Linked DNA regions of Mus musculus: regions 1 and 3 are each linked to region 2. A link is a contact called in public promoter capture Hi-C data. All regions are on one chromosome and are shown on one strand. The core of a region is the stretch at or near the end of the contact, and the rest is flanking DNA. Distances in the headings are between cores, read along the strand shown. Region 1 holds the start of Pdf (peptide deformylase (mitochondrial)). Region 2 holds the start of Cmtr2 (cap methyltransferase 2). Region 3 holds the start of Wwox (WW domain-containing oxidoreductase).

Evidence for each region. Promoter capture Hi-C pulls out the DNA fragments that hold promoters and counts their contacts.
Region 1: a promoter capture Hi-C map of pre-B cells shows a contact between it and region 2, with 6 times the contacts expected there. The contact joins the promoter of Pdf here to the promoter of Cmtr2 in region 2. A contact is called at or near these places in 2 of 39 promoter capture datasets (liver and pre-B cells).
Region 3: a promoter capture Hi-C map of pre-B cells shows a contact between it and region 2, with 4 times the contacts expected there. The contact joins the promoter of Wwox here to the promoter of Cmtr2 in region 2. A contact is called at or near these places in 2 of 39 promoter capture datasets (the C10 cell line and pre-B cells) and 2 of 484 Hi-C or Micro-C datasets (CD4 T cells and pre-B cells).

The regions. Positions count from the first base shown.
Region 1 is chr8:107,047,008-107,050,245 of GRCm38.p6, forward strand. It overlaps Pdf (peptide deformylase (mitochondrial)), which reads right to left and starts at 1,607. Exons shown (of 2, transcript NM_026513.2): 1 at 1,054-1,607; 2 at 1-264. The coding sequence starts at 1,591. The coding sequence ends at 107. It overlaps Cog8 (component of oligomeric golgi complex 8), which reads right to left. Exons shown (of 5, transcript NM_139229.4): 4 at 3,135-3,238; 5 at 1,702-2,123. The coding sequence ends at 1,801.
Region 2 is chr8:110,216,302-110,219,489 of GRCm38.p6, forward strand. It overlaps Cmtr2 (cap methyltransferase 2), which reads left to right and starts at 1,659. Exons shown (of 2, transcript NM_146215.4): 1 at 1,659-1,785.
Region 3 is chr8:114,437,970-114,441,257 of GRCm38.p6, forward strand. Wwox (WW domain-containing oxidoreductase) reads left to right here and starts at 1,683. Exons shown (of 9, transcript NM_019573.3): 1 at 1,683-1,909. The coding sequence starts at 1,803.

The DNA.
Region 1 (3,238 bases), core at 357-2,856, 3.2 Mb before region 2:
GCACACACTGTCTACTGTCGGACTGGAACCAATTCCAAGCTGAAGCACAGATGTGACCATCTTAGTCTGCATGCTGGATTTCCAGATCCTCAATTCAAGGAGAGTGTTAGTCATTCACCTCCATCCAGTGGAGATTGGTAAATGTCCCACTGTCCATTTTGTCGATGAACAAGCAGCCCTGCAAGTGATCCATCTCATGCTGGATGATTCGAGCTGTCCAACCACTTGCCGACCACACCACTGGCTCTCCTTTTGGGTCCAGTCCTGCAAAGGAAGTTACAGGCTCGATGAGGTGAGGCTTTGCTGAACTCATGCCCAACCTCCTGTCCCTACTTTGTTTCCTGCCCTGGCCATGCCTATTTATATCCTATCTACAGAGGCAGCATCCAAGAGTGAATGTGGATAACAGCTCTTATCCCTCCTAGAAAGGGTACCCCAATTTTGTCCAGTGCCGACTTTTTACTCAGCGTGATTCCCAGCACTACTACAGGGCAAGGATAAGAAATCAAAACTCTTTTCAAGGGCTGTTTATCAAAGGTATTTCATGCCAGGCATGGTGGCACACACCTTTTAATCCCAGCACTCAGGAGGTAGAGGCAGGCGGATTTCTGAGTTCGAGGTCTACAAAGTGAGTTCCAGGACAGCCAGGGCTATACAGAGAAACCCTGTCTCGACCCCCCCCCCCCAAAAGAAAGGTATTTCAGCTTGGCACTGTAGCAAATAACCATATTACATAAAACAATGTGAATGTGAAGCATGGAATGGTTTGTTGCCCTAGTCTGGGTAAATCTGGGTCCCACTTTCTTACACAAGCCCCACCACGATAAACTGGGAAAATCGTGTGTGCAATACAGACACACTTACATGGGAATCTATATACCTACTCATGAGAAAGGGGAAAGACAGGCTCCATATCTAAGGAATCACCCTGCAACCCATCTAGGCGGGCCTGACCTGCTCTTCAGGAGTTCAGTTGGCTCCCGAGTGCCGCTGTGTCTGCACTGTCTCTAGCCAGAGAGAGCAAGACCACCCCGCTGCCCACGTCCCCTGCACCTGAGATCTGCACGGCTTGGAAGCGAGGCACACACGCCAGAAAGCCGGCGACACTCTCGCAGCCCTCGGGGAAGGTGACCAAGCGGCTGTCCAACACTCTCAGACTGGGGTTCACCAGCACCCGAAGTGGGAAGGGTTCCATCTGACGCAGTTCGCGCAGGCGCGGTGAGAAGGCTCGGAGGAGCTTGTCCGGGAACTCGAGCGCCAACACTTGCAGCGGCACCCCGAGCTGCGGCGCACTAAGGCCCACACAGCCACGCCGTCGCATTACCTGCACCATCCGCCCCACCAGCCGCTGCAGCTCCGGCCCCGCTAGCTGCTCGGGTTCCACCGGGGCCGCCACGACGCGCAGCACCGGGTCCCCGACCTGGCACACGTGCGCGTATGGCGGCTGCGGCGCGCCACATACAAGGCGCCTGAGGTACCGCCAGTAGGAGCGCGTGCGCGCCGGGCCCTCCAAGGCGGCCAAGGAGCTGCACCTCTGCGCCCGGCTCCCCGGAACCCACGCCGGCCGCGGCAGCCTGCCCAGCAGCAACATGGCGCGGGGAGACGCCGCGGCCCTTCCTTCCGCTAGCGCCAAAGACGCCGGGAAGCGTAGTTCCCGTGTAACTTCCGGACGCCCATCGTCGGGAACAGCAGGCGAGTGGCGACAGTTGTCGGTTTTATTAAAGCTGCAAATACCACAGGGCCCGCGCTATCCTGGGCAAAGCAACTGCACACACCTTCCCGCTGCAGAAGCGCGTACCCTCAGGGCTGCTCCCCAGGCTGCGGGCAGGGGACACTGCCTATGGCTCCTCCCTCACTCGGTGGCTCGGCTGGCAGCGGCTCCCCCTCCATGGGCTCCTGAGGCAGCGGCTCCCCTGGTTCCCTCTTCTCTGTTACAGGCTCCATGCTCCGCTGCTCCGCAGGGAGCTCTGGAGCTGGGGCCACGAGGTCCGGCCCCAGCTCCTGCTCATCTAAACAGAAAACTGTTTCTCTCTTAGGCAAAATAAAGGCGAGAGGTTCCTGGATGGCGCTGATGTTCACGTGTCCAAGGTTTCCGTGCTTAGAGAGCTGGGTGGGTGAAATGCCTGACCCAGATGGTAGGGAAAAAGAAATGAAAAAGAAAAAAAAAGTTATTAAATTCAATGCAGAGATCTCAGGGATGGTGTGGGGCAGGGGAGGGGACACTCAGAGAAAAGATTTAACACAATTACATATTTCAATACAACAAGAACATCTTTTTGGGTTTTTTGTTTTTTTGAGACCTGGCTATGCTGGAACTCTATAGACCAGGCTGGTCTCTTATCTCACAGAGATCGTCCTGCCTCTGCCTCCCAAATGCTGGTATTAAAGTTGTGCCAGGCTAAGGGCATCTCTGTAATACAAAAGGACAGTTAGTTATATTGGAGCCCCATTGTAAGGGTGGATGGAGCCTGAGCCAGGAGACACTCAGTAAATACTGGAGTCCAGGCACAGATCCCAGCTATTTGGGAGGCAGAGGCAGGAGGATCTCTGAGTTCAAGGCCAGTTGGGTATACCAAGTTAGTTCCAGGGTAGCCAGTGCTATATACTGAGATCCTGTCTAGTGTCAAACCAAAAACAAGGGCTACAGACATGGCTCAGTGGTTAAGTACTCTTCCAGAGGTCCTGAGTTCAATCCCCAACAACGTGGCTCACAACCATCTGTAATGGGATCTGACGCCCTCTTCTGACATACACGCAGGTGTGCATTCAGATAGAGCACTCACATAAAATCTTTAAAAAGACAAAACGAAAACAACAATGATAAAAGCCAGGCTGTGGTGAAGAACACCTTTAATCCCAGCACTCAGGAGATTTACAGAGTTCCAGGACAGCCAGAGTTTCACAGAGGAACCCCTGAAGAGAAATCCCATATCAAAAAACCAACCAAACAAACAAACAAATTTTTTAAAAAATCTTTCCTTTTATCCTAGCTCTTGGGAGGCAGAGGCAGGCAGATTTCTGAGTTCAAGGCCAGCCTGGTCTACAAAGTGAGTTCCAGGACAGCCAGGGCTACACAGAGAAACCCTGTCTCAAAAAAAAAACAAAAAAAAAAACACAACTTTCCTTTTTCTTACCTAAAGTCTGGGCTATCTGAGCTGGTGGGAAAAGGACTTGAAGACAGCGGTTCAAATAAGGAACAAGGTCTTCCAGGAAGGCAGTGCAGAACTGGACAAAGATC
Region 2 (3,188 bases), core at 409-2,908:
ATGAAAGTCTCAAAGAATCCCATTTAGAAAGCAACAGAGTCTCTCCAACGGCTAAAATGAAAAGACAATGCCAAAAAGTTGCATTATGGGTAGGACTACAAAACGGTGGAACACTTCAGAAATCTGGGGAAGTCTTAAGAAGTTACACACACTCAGAACTCTGGGGAAGATTTAAGAAGTTACACACACAGCAGCTGCGATTATTCTCTCCTCTTGGTCGCTATGCCTGCTGGATGACTCAGTTCCTCCACATCTAAGTCACACAAGAATAATGAAAACATATGCTTACAACAACATATTAGAAAGTCCCCAAACAGGTCCATTCGTAATATCACCAGTCTAGAAACTAAACAGTCAGCCTTCAGTAGAAGAACTGATTAAAGTCAACCCACAGAATGACAAACCCCTTGCAATATAAATTTTAAAGACACAAGACAATACAGATGAAAACATTTTAAATAATAAATTGAACAGGGAGAGGCTGAGAAGAGTCAAAGTGTAATGATTGAATTATGTGAAATTCTAGACCAGATCATCTAAATTAGGGTGATGGGAAATACAGTGATAGCTGCTTCTTGAGGGTGGAAGACTAGGAAGGAACTTAAGGGAGCTTTTCTAAAATATTCAGTAGGTATTTGCCTGCTCCACAAGAGGAATTCATGCCTTGTATTAGTTATGGCCCAAACCCATAACTAACAAATCGTGGGCTCTAAGGGAGAGTCCACTGATTTTTTTTTTTTTCTCTAAATGGTCAAGTTGCCAAACTGCCTTCTGAATACGGTGCTCTTCCCTCATCTCTGTCAAAGTTCTGAGAAGTGACTGACAGCTCAGCCATAGACAGGCCATCTACATAACACCTGCTCAGGGAAGGGGAGTGCAGAAGAGTGGGTGAAAAGAGTGGGAGAGCGAGAGGATGAGGGAAGTGCTGTGAAGCGCTTTCCTCTAAAAAGGATGGCTGTTACACTTATAAACGCACAGCAGCTGTGGCTACCCCACAGCTGGGGAGGTGGAGACAGGTGGATACCAGTGACTAGCTGGACAGTCTAACCTAACTAGAGAGTCCCAGGCCTGAGAGTCCATCCTCTGGTATCCCTGGCTGACATGGAACTCTCTATGTAGACCAGAGTGACTTAGAACTCAGAGATCTGTTTCCCTCTGGCTCATGAGAGCTGGGATCAAAGGCTTGTGGCACTACACCGGGTGGTTTTCTTTTTCCTTGGTTTATTAATATGTAAACACACCAAGTGATGATACTTCCGTTTCTTTAATTTGGTTTTGCACTCAAGTTATCCATTGAGCTTCAATTTTAATGCAGTCTCTCCTAGGAACTAGCATCTATCTATCCAGGGTAAACCTTCGGGTACCAAAGCCCAGTTCCGTTGCCATGGCGACCCGCTGAGACGGACAAGTTTCTCCGCACCAGAGCTCAGCTCCAGGAGTTGCCACCCTCCCGAGTGACGTCGATGCGCGTGACGATAGGCCTCCCGGAAGGCGCCTGTGCAGTGTGGCTGTCAGAGCCTCGCAGCCGGTGGGGGCGTGGTCTGGAGGAGGATCTGGCTCCAGTTGCGCGTGCGCAGGTCCGGGCGGTCTTCCAGGCGCTCCCTCCTCTTTGTCCGCGACCCGGTTGCCAAGTACGCAGAGGAGACGCCACCCCCGGAAGCTGTTCCCGGGAGCGGAAGTGGCAGGTGGCTCGTTAGAGTGAGGACCGCGTGTGCGGTGCTACTCTGCTCCTGCTCGAGGGGCTCTGGTGGGCGTGGGCTGAAGGAATGCGGACCCGGCTTCTCGGTGAGTGACAGTTCCCGGACGGTTCGCTGCGGGCAAGGGGCGGGGCTGCTCAAATGAGTGTTTGAGAGGTGGCTGTCCCAGGACCCAGTGTGAGCACTGCACATGCCCCAGTGTTTTTATTTCCTAGGAAAAGTTGGCGGGACCATTGCTAACACTCCCTATGCTCACTTAGACCTGACAGCTGTTGAGAACTTAAAGGCTTTGGTGTTGGACTTACAAATTTTATAATCATTTCCTTGTGGCTTTGGACAGGAAGCTTCCTGTCTTCCACTTGGAGCCTGCAAAATAATACAGTTGATACTCATCAGCCTCACATGCACTTTGGAAACGGCATGCATTTAGTTGAAAAAAAATTTTATGCATTTAATTGAAATTTTTTTTGTTTTTAAGTCGTACATTGAAATGCTAGGGTGAAATTGAAATGCATTATTCTGTTCAGAGCTTTGTCTTTTGGGCTAAGTGTAATATTCGTCCATTTATCCAGTTAATGTTAGTGTACTTAAGTGCCCACCAGCCACTGTTGGAACCTTTTGGGGTGGCATGTAAGTGAGCAAAATAAAAGATAACTGTCCTGCAGAAGTGCGGAGCTTACATTCTGGTTTGAGGAAGTTGAGAACGACAAGTCACAAACAGAACACAGGGGAAAAGAAATAAGTGATAAACATGAATGCCGTGGGAGAAAGTGAGGTAAGGGCCATGGGGAGCCCGAGATGCAATTTCAAAATAAGTGTGTTAGGATAGGCTTCACAGAGTAAAGTGCCTTCCAGCAAATACCAGGAGGAGCTGAGGGGATTAGCTAGATAGATACTTGGGGGAGTAAAGCCCAGGTAGAGCTTGCCTCTTAGTATTGAGCAAAGTGTTCCAACGTGGTGTGGCCTGGGTCTTCAGTGAACAGCAGGCTTGTGTGGCTGGAGTGGAATGGATAAGGGGGCGGTAATATTAAGAATGAGTTGGCAGCAAGGCTCAAGTACAGTCAGGAACCTTGGAGCGTTTGAATCCTTTTAGTTGTTTGCAAGTGAAGGCAATTATCCACTTAATTTCGGTAAGATTTCACAGCTTAACCACAGCCACTAATTAGTATGTGAAGTTAATGACTAAAAGTAGACTTTTTTTTTCCCCCCAAAATAGAATGTATTGGAGGTCTAAATGTAGCTGCGGTTCCCAGTAAGCACAGCGTGGATCAAGACAGATGAGCTCATTGTAGTAAATTTTCTGTTTGCTCTTACGTAGAGTTTTTGTGCGTGCAGAAATGCCCTGCTTTTGCCTCCCCCTAAGAGCTTTTCTAAATACAGTTTCTAACTGTTAAATGATGTTGCTGTTTGTGACAGTAAATCTCTACTCACGTGGGACTCGTAAGTAGTTGTGACAAACAAGATGATTAAAAAAGGTACCCACTGCTTTAA
Region 3 (3,288 bases), core at 433-2,932, 4.2 Mb after region 2:
GATATTCTTTCAGAACATTGTCAGAAGAGTCAGGAAGCTTCCCAGATCCCTTTTGTAGGTAAAGTTTGGCATCAAAGCAGCAAACTTGATTTAGCAAGGACTCATGATTTAAGTTAAATCAGGTCTGCAGGGTATTGGGGGTGGGTAGGTGTTGAAATAAATAACCAACTTCCTGGTATTGATACATTAGAGAAGTTGGGTTCTAGGAATAGCCTACTAAAATCCGTGTCCCTTGCACACATTTCGTTTCTTTTGAGTGGTGTCAAATTTTACTCAGCAAAAGTGAGTGCATCTTGTTGTTGCAAATTTCTACTAGAGAAGAAAGTAAACAATCGATTAAAAACAAACAAACAAACAAACAAACAAACAAAAAACAGGTTCAAAGGTTCCTTGCTGGGAACCAAGGCTTTGAACTGCAGGCTGATAGCGCCACCTGGCGTGCAGCTTCGGAAGCACAAGCTTGGATAGTTAAAAAATCCTCATTTCATAACTACTGTGGCGCAGATGTTTTTACAGAAACAAGATGGTCATAAAATCTCCTTAGGGTATGACTTTGTGGGTGTTGGCTTTGTCTCACACGTATTCAAGCTCCTGAAAAATCTTCTTTGCCTGGGTTTACATGCAGATAGATCCTTGTTAGATCAAAGTCAAAGCTAAACTTCCAGGAGCCAGAAATGATAAACAAATAGGGGAAGGGACTAAGTGCTGTTGTGAAGGTAGGCTTCACATTGTGGGTCTAGGATATTTATAACCAGGATTTTTTTTTCAGGTGCTTTAAAAGTCTGCTTTGCAAGTTTGTAATCAGGTGCCGCCTATGAACAAGAGAACCAAGTTATGGTTGGAAGACCATTCTCTCTTAATAGAGAATCTGGAGGCATGAGAATTTGCATGTTCTCGATTTTTGGCTCCCTTTATAGCATAGGCTGGCCTCGAACTTGTGAACTTGTGATCGTTTTGACTTACCCTCCCAAATTCTGGAGTCACTTAGTTCTCCAAGTGTAGGTTTTTTTTTTTTAAATGGCATATTTACATAAACAACACAGATTGTGAATGGAAAAATACCTGGATAGTATCAAGTCAGGACATTTACTCTCGCAGGTGTGTCCAACCTGAGGCTCGTGGCAACACGTGGCCCGGGATACTAATAAATGCTGCCCAACACAAAAATCCTAAACTTTAAGCATTGTGAGATTTTTCTTTTCTTTTTCCTATTTGGATATTCGATTGAGGGCTTCTCTAGTGTAAATTTTGGAAATGACCATGTCACAGTATCATGTCGTAGTGTCAAAAGGTTGTACACCTGCAGGGCATGGGACGAAACTGGAGCTCAGAATAATCTCATCAGAACCTTTCCCCCCTCCCCGCCCCCCCTTTATAGTCCAGTTGAGCTTGGACTACATTTCCCAGGATACTTCACTGCTGGGACTCATTCAGGATTGGGTAAAACAATAAGGAAGTGCCTTCGGGTCGCCCAGCAACGTGCAGAGTCCTGCATGATGACTGGGTAAGCACGCCCCTTCCAGGAGGCTGAGGAAGCTTATTCCAGTTTCTGAGCCGTTCCTGCTTTTCCTTCCACCCCCCACGGCCGTTCCATCTCTTCCGCGTTCCCTCCCGTGCTCTTCTCAGGCTCCGCCCCCTTTCCCGCCAGTAGCTGCAAAACCCGGAAACTGGATTACAGCCGCGGACCGGCTGGGCGAGCAGTGCGCAGGCGCGAGCGGTCTGGTCCCCTCCCGGACGCGCGCGGCGCGGTTGAAGCCAGAGTGAGTTGCTGAGGAGAGCAGGCGGCTACTTCTGTCTCCAGCATGGCAGCTCTGCGCTATGCGGGCCTGGACGACACGGACAGTGAGGATGAGCTGCCTCCGGGCTGGGAGGAGAGAACCACCAAGGACGGCTGGGTGTACTACGCCAAGTAAGCGGCCTTGGAGCGGCGTTCCTGGGAGCCGTGTCCTGCGAGGCCTGGACCCTGCGCTGCCCTGCCAGGCGGGCATGCGCATCCGAAATGCCAGCCACCTGTCCCAGGCTGTCCCCCGTTATTAGGGGATCTGGGTCAAGGTCCCGTCACCTGGCCACCCGCCGCACGCCCCCTGCCGCTCACTAGGTGGCACTGCACCGTGCGGTGGTGGCGCCTAGGTCTTACTCCTCTAAAGAGGAAATAGAGAAAACTTCAAAGCCAAGCTCCTGCCATGGGGACCTGATCTGGAGGCCCAGCAATCTGTATTTTTAAGCAGATGTCCTGGATGGCTCGCAGTGGTTTCCCAGGGAAGTCTTGGAAACCTCCACAGAGCCTTTCCCTGTTGCTAACCGTGACCTTGGGCCACTGAAAGCAAGCCCCTGACTTTTCTGTTCTCCTCATCTCTGAAATGAGCAGACACAAGAATGAATCTGTGCTGTGCACAAGGCACTCAGTGGAGAGGCTAGTAGGTTGCCCCGCAGGCGTTTTCTGTTACTTGGACTGTATCTGTGGCAAAATTGCATAGGCGTGATAGGGGATAGTAGCTCCCATAGGGGGAGCTACTGCAGCTGACTCTATGCTTGGGGACCTCTGTTCATTTTTAAGAAATAGATACTTAATGGACAAAATGCTAGGTTTTCATACAGTCTTGATCAGGCTCTGCCAGTCAAAGAATGAAAAAGCGGGAAATTCGCAATGTAGCAGGTAGCAGTGGAGAAGTCTCCAACACCTCCGACAGCAGCAGGCACAGTCAGCAGGCTGAAAGGCACTCTGTAGGGGAGGACTCGTGTTCACAGGGCAGACACACATGGAGAAAACAACTGCAAAGCCAAAGGGAACTCTGGAGCCGAAAAAATTGCAGCCTCTTCTTGAGGGCTTTGGTTTTAAGTCATTGAGGAGTTTTCATTCCCTAATTTAAGAGTTGGTCAGTTTGAAGAAAAGATAAGGGTTGGTCAACCCACATCTGTTGGGTAACGTGTCCTGATGTGGTCTCGAACTTGCTGAGCCAGTCATCAGCAACAGCTGACTAGCAGGAGAAAAAGCCCACAAGGACTTTGTTTTAAGATGCCAGGCTTTCGACTCACATAAAGAGTGTGAGGAAGAAGCTGGCTGTCTTGGAAGTTCACCACCTGTGTCACCTAGCCATGGTTCCTCTCCCTGTCTGCCTTCCAAGATGTCTATCTGCCTCCAACCCCCGAGTTTCATGGTCTCCTTTTTCTTATGAATATTGTGTACTTTTCCTGATTTTTTTCTTCATATCAAATACTTCCTCTTCTATTTTCTTATATATCTGTGAAATATTTTTAAAACAGGGTCTCATATAGTCGAGGGTGGCC